Regions from separate parts of the Sus scrofa genome. Here region 1 is linked to region 2. The links are chromatin contacts, called in public HiChIP or PLAC-seq maps. All regions are on one chromosome and are shown on one strand. The core of a region is the stretch at or near the end of the contact, and the rest is flanking DNA. Distances in the headings are between cores, read along the strand shown. Region 1 holds the start of SENP3 (sentrin-specific protease 3). Region 2 holds the start of FGF11 (fibroblast growth factor 11).

Region 1 (2,922 bases), core at 137-2,636, 120 kb after region 2:
CGAGTCGAAGGTGGGAGCGTGAAATCGAGGGCTCTGCATGTGCTTCACTGAGCATCATGTTTCTCCCTTTCTCAGGTGTGTTCCATTTACACCAAGGGGACATTCTGAGTGTTGTGATCCCCCGGGCCAGGGCGAAACTCAGCCTCTCTCCACATGGAACCTTCCTGGGAGTTGTGAAACTGTGATTGTGTTGTAAAGGTGGTTCTGAGCTTGGAAGACCAGGGTGGGTACATTTCGGAGACAGCCAAGAGCCGAGGAGACAAAGGACAGGGAACAGGCAGGAGCAGAGGCCTGTTCAGAGTTTGACTGGAACCCCAGGTTTGACAGCTCCTGACTCTCCCTTCCTCCTCCTGCTCCCCTCCCCCCCCGGGGGGGTCTTTAAATTCATGGATATTAAAGAGACAGACTATCGTTTTCTTTTTTTTTTTTTTTAAGTTCTCCATCCAGCCCCAAATTGAGGGAGTTGGGGGGGGGGATGTCAGGCATTGTCTAGACTTGCTCTGGATTCCCACTGGAATGCTTCCAGAACAGCACCACCATCTAGCGGCAGTTTGAGACAATCATCTTGCCTGTGGGCAGAAGTCACGAAGCCTCCCTCCACTCAGAAGAATCCTGGTCCCCTGTGCCACACCTCTCTCCAAGTACCCTCTGCCTCTTCACCCTACTGGCAACCTCTTCCTCACTTCCCTTTCTCCGTCTGTCGGGCCCCAGTTGCCGTCACTATTATCAGAGATGTAATTATTATGTGCCCGACAACGACGATCCCCTCGCAGCTACATTACTCAAGTTTTGCCTGTGACCCTCTCCATTGCCGTGGCGCGGCAGGCCACTCTCTAGAGTGGAAAGGTTCACCGGGAAGCCTCGGATGAATCATAAGCCCCAGTCCTGACACTCCTCTCATCTCTTTCTGCGCAAGCCCTGCCTAAAATTAAAGAAATAAATGAAACCTCAGATCCATTTCCCCCACCGCTTTGTCTCAGCCGCGTCCCCGTACCGGGATCTCCCGGCACTCCCGGCCCGCCTCTGACACGCCTCAAGGGACGGGGACGCCAGGACCCCCAGCTCAGGCCGGCGAGCTGGTGGAACGCAAAACTACACGCGCGGGGGAGGGGGAGGCGCGAGCCGCATGCGACACGCAGGCGCAAAAGAGCGAGTGCAGGGGCCGCCCCGTGCAGCTTCGGTGTAGCGAGTGTGCGCAGGCGCGGCCCTGCGTAGGGCTCGTGGGCGGGACGGTCCCGTGGCGTCTACGTTCTAGAGTAGGCGGGACTAGGCGCGTGGTGGCCGCGCCGGCGCGGTTCGCGGCGTGTGACGTGCTAATTGTGCGCCGCCACCGCCGGTGGGCCTGGGGCTCGCGGGAGGGGAAGGAGGAGAGGAGGAGGCGGAGGAGGGGGAGGAGGGGGAGGTGGGGGCTGAAGCGGAGCAAGAGGCGGCGCCGAGGGGCGGCTCCGCGGCGCGGAGCGGCGCGCGACCCAGAAGCGTTGGAATCCTGAATTGAGACGGCTGCGCCTGAAGACAGCAGGAGTGGCGGGGCCGCCGCCGTCGCCAGAGAGATGAGCCGGGAAGCCTGAGGCCGGAGACGCCCGCCCTCGGGCCTGTCCGCCCGGCTTCCCCGCTCCCGGTGAGGACGCCCCGTCCCCTCCCCCCAGCTCTGCCGCGGCCTCTCCCATTCCTGGATCTCATTCCTACCTAAGCCGGGCCCAGGAGGCCCTCGAAGGGGCTTCTTCAGGTCCTTGCACGCCGAGCCGCCGAAGCCTGTACCGGTGCTGGGACGCGTTCCGGTCCCCGGGGACGGAGCGGGAGAGGGGGCTGGGCTAACCTTGCTCGACTCAGTTCTGTCCCAACGTCTTGCTTCGGCGGCCTGAGCGCCGACTCGGTTCTCTTTCGGTTTCCTTAAAAATCACGCCCTTTTCATTAGATCCTGTATAGCTCTGGTGTGCCCATTCCGTGAGACGACCTGAGCCCGCCCACACACCCCCATTCATTCTCGGGTGCTTGAGAACTCTCTTCCTATTCTAGATCATGGTTTCCCCGCGGAAGTTGTGTTTTCCCCAAGTATTTCTGTACCATGTCAGGTCTCCCGCACTGAGCCGTTTTTCTTATTAGACTCTCAATTAGGACATCCCTGGTGGTATTACATTAGGGAAGTGGAGTCTGAAAATACTGGGTTTGACCTGGGGATCTGAGAAATAAGAGCCCTGGAGCCTACTGCTTAGCCATTCTCCCATGCCTCTGTTAGGGCAAGAGAGAGATGATGGTACAGACTCTAAAAGCTACCTTGTGGACCACCTTCCTAGTGGAAGATCTGAAGTTAGAGGAGTTCTGCAGTTTTTCCTTAGTTTATTTGCATCTGATGATAGAAGAAGCTTGTGAGGAAGAGAGGCAGGGTTTGGGGTGTAAGATGTTTGATTCCGACACTCTGATCTCTGTTTTACAGGTTACTGGAAGATGAAAGAGACTATACAAGGGACCGGGTCTTGGAGGCCTGAGCCTCCTGGACCCGGCATCGCCCCAGCTTATTCAAGTCCCAGGCGGGAGCGTCTTCGTTGGCCTCCACCCCCAAAGCCCCGACTCAAATCAGGTGGAGGGTTTGGGCCAGATCCTGGGTCAGGGACCACAGTGCCAGCCAGACGCCTCCCTGTTCCTCGGCCCTCTTTTGATGCTTCAGCTAGTGAAGAGGAAGAAGAGGAGGAAGATGATGAGGATGAAGATGAGGAAGAGGAAGTGGCAGCTTGGCGGCTGCCCCCCAGATGGGGTCAGCTCGGAGCCTCCCACAGGTCTCGCCCTCCCCGCCCTGCTCATCGGAAAACCTGTTCACAGCGCCGTCGCAGAGCTATGAGAGCCTTCCGGATGCTGCTCTACTCTAAAAGCACCTCGCTGACATTCCACTGGAAGCTTTGGGGGCGCCACCGGGGCCGGCGGCGG
Region 2 (3,005 bases), core at 363-2,862:
AAAACGAATGGTGACGTCACCAAAGCAGCCGACGTTAGCCCAATGCCACAGCCCCAGCCGTCGGAGGCTCGGGAGGCATGGCCCACATTGTGTCCCGCCCAGGTGGCTGCCTGGTTCTTGCTTCGCTGGCTGCGGTCGCTGAGTCCCTGCTCCCGGTCCCAGGTGCCCCGCGCTTGGTTCACGCAGCCCGCCACGCTGGGTACACCACCATCCTGCTGGCTACGCCCGGGCCCCCGCGCCGACTCCTGCTTTTCGACCTGATCCCTGTGGTGTCCGTGGCCGGCTGGCCCGAGGGGGCTCGGAGCCACTCGTGGGCCGGCCCGTTGGCCACGGAGTCGTCCTCCTTCTACCTGGTGCCCGGCGGCGGCGGCGGCGGCGGCACAGAGCGGCCAGAAGCCTCTGGCTGGCAGCTCTGCTTCGCCCGCCAGGAGCTGGCGCTCAAGGCGCGCATAGCCGAGCCGCTGCTGCAAGCGCACGCGGCAGCCCAGGCGCTGCTGCGCCCGCTGGTGGTCGGGACCCGGGCCGCAGCGCCCTACCTCCTGCGGACGTTGCTCTACTGGGCGTGCGAGCGGCTGCCCGCGCTCTATCTGGCGCGGCCCGAAAATGCGGGCGCCTGCTGCCTCGGGCTGCTGGATGAGCTGGGCCGGGTGCTCGAAGCCGGGACGCTGCCCCACTATTTTCTGAGTGGCCAAAAGCTCCGTGCAGGGGACGGCGCGGTTTCGCTGCTTGGGGCGTTGGCCCTGCTTCGCGGGGACCCTGCCCGGGCCCTGCGCGCCGCCGTGGAGGAGGCCAAGGCGGCGCGCAAGGGGGGCGGCTTAGCCGGCGTGGGAGGCGGGGCCCATTAAAGATGCTGCTCCAACTGGCCTGGAAAGTGCTTCTGTTGGCCAGCGGAATGTGGAGGGCACTGCTCTCCCCTCACCTGGGAGACAGGCTGAGCGCCCAGGTCCCAAAGAGCCCGTTCTAGAAGGCCTCCTCGTCGATTCCTCCCCATCCTCCCACCCTCCTCCTGGCACAGGTTCCATTCTGGCCTCTCCACTTTCCGGATCTGTGGCCAGCACCCCTCCTGCTCCCGTGCAGCCTTCGGGGCCGCCGTCTTCCCCCCCCCCCCCCCCCCAGTTCTTATGGTCTTTTCTCTTTGGAGTCAATATGGATGGGGGTGGGGGAAATTATTTGCTGACAAAACGTGGAAAAAAAGCGGTATGGAGACCAGGAGCTGACCAGTTTGAAAAGCGGAGTTGTTAAGGAGGCCAGATTTCACCCCAGGCTAGAACTCACCACCACTCCTATCTCTTCCGTTACTCCCCCCCCAACCCCGCCCTTTCCTCATCCAGCCGTCCTCCATCCCGTGTAGTAGGGTAGTAGGGTCCCTTTCTCCATTCTCCAGGCATCCGCCATTCCATCTGACGCCCAACCTCTCCCCCCATCCAGGGTTCCGTTCAGTGGAGTCGCCTTCTTGTCCCTCATCCTCTGAACCCCGAGACATGCGGCCTTGCCTCGGCTCCGCCTGCCTCTAAGGCCGTCCTCACTCTCAGCCACCAAGGAACCCCGGGGTTCCGCCCGCCCAGTTTCACCCCCCTCTTTCCCAGCGTCTCCGCCCCCTGCCCCGCCCCCGGGCCGGCTCTCCGAGGAGGGGGAGCTGCTGTCGCCGTCGCCGCCTCAGCTTCCCACAGCCGCTACCGCTGCCGCCGCTGCCGCCTCGCCGCTTGGTCCAGCCGCCAGGCCCAGTGCTCACTTCGCCCGACCAGGGCGCTCTGCGGAGACACCCTCACTCCTTCCTGGGGTCCGGGACGCCTAGCTGGGCGTGGGGGGAAGCTCCGCTTGCGGGGTACAGGGAGGGAGGAGCCTGGAACCGGAGCCAGCGCCAGCCGTCGCCGGATCGACAAGACAGGACAGGTTGAGGGGCGTCGGGGAAGGAAGAGGGGGTGTTATAGGCAGTCCCGGGGAGGACCAGGAAGCCCTGTCGCAGAAAGCTCCGATGCGCTCTTGACTTACAGGGGGTCTGCTCACATTTGGGGACCCGTGACAACGTGGGTGCACTCCTCTCTCGGGGGGCTGGTTGGATTGGAGGGCGTGGGATCTAAACAGCACCAGCTGTCCCCGAGGAAATTAAGGGGCTGCCAGAAAAAAAAGGAAAACCAAAAACCTATGCTCCTTATTCCGAGGTGACAGAGGGCCCTTCAGACAACCACCTGGTGTAACCACTAGGAAGGGCGGATTTGGAGGTGACTTCAAAAGGAGTGGAGGGTAACAAGGTGAGGAAAGGGGCTCAGCAGCTGGAACGCTGTGCCACTAGAAATGGGGGTGACTTGGTGAGAAATGGTTTTGTCCAGAGACAGGGCCTGGGAACCTCTTCACTGAACAGGGACAGTCTGGATATTTCCAGATATAGTTTTGGGGGATTCCAGTGGGGGGAAAAAAAGTGGGGGATTCTGCACTTCGTGGGTGGCAAAGGAAAAGACACCCGAGGTTGGGTTCTTCCCTGACATTGGCAGCACCCCAGCAGGAGTGAGGCGAGCTAATACCCCCCAAACTAAGGACCCACACACTTAAGATTGCAAGAGTGGATTTGGCTGGAGTGCAGGGCCTGAAACAGGGTGGGAAGGTGCCTGGGAATACTGAAACCGTAGCTTGGAAAATTTGAGGGTCTTGGCTTTGGGACAGGGGAAGTGGGGGACAGGGACACTGGAGATCAGGGAAAGGAGGAGTGTTCAGAAGGGGGACCAAAGTTGAGGGTGGGGTCCATTGAGAGGTGCAGAGGCTGCAAGGTCTGGCAGGCGGAGCTAGCGCCGGGCCCAAGGGTGGGAGCTGGTGCCAGGGGTGAGGGTCGTCTAGGGCTTATCCTCAGGTCCTCTGGGTGGGGCGGTGAGTCGGGACCGGAGCGTCAGGAGCATGTCCTGGTGAGCGAGCGGGCTTCTCTGGAGGAGCCCAGCGCGCTCCGGACGCCCGCCGGTTTGGGGGTGTCTTCTCCCGGGGCGCCATGGCGGCGCTGGCCAGTAGCCTGATCC

What was found. HiChIP or PLAC-seq counts read pairs in DNA pulled down with a chosen protein or histone mark.
Region 1: a contact with region 2 is called in an H3K27ac HiChIP or PLAC-seq map of alveolar macrophages. The contact joins the promoter of SENP3 here to the promoter of FGF11 in region 2. A contact is called at or near these places in 2 of 5 promoter capture datasets (fetal liver and liver), 13 of 47 Hi-C or Micro-C datasets (blood, embryonic fibroblasts, epiblast stem cells and 6 more) and 2 of 2 datasets of contacts at active chromatin or transcription factors (alveolar macrophages and skeletal muscle).

What each region holds. Positions count from the first base shown.
Region 1 is chr12:52,856,077-52,858,998 of Sscrofa11.1, forward strand. SENP3 (sentrin-specific protease 3) reads left to right here and starts at 1,387. Exons shown (of 11, transcript XM_021067831.1): 1 at 1,387-1,618; 2 at 2,435-2,922. The coding sequence starts at 2,446. It overlaps TNFSF13 (TNF superfamily member 13), which reads left to right. Exons shown (of 6, transcript NM_001112690.1): 6 at 76-414. The coding sequence ends at 185.
Region 2 is chr12:52,740,478-52,743,482 of Sscrofa11.1, forward strand. It overlaps FGF11 (fibroblast growth factor 11), which reads left to right and starts at 1,613. Exons shown (of 5, transcript XM_013981311.2): 1 at 1,613-3,005. The coding sequence starts at 2,978. It overlaps TMEM102 (transmembrane protein 102), which reads left to right. Exons shown (of 9, transcript XM_021067827.1): 3 at 1-115; 4 at 118-1,893; 5 at 2,163-2,252. The coding sequence ends at 845.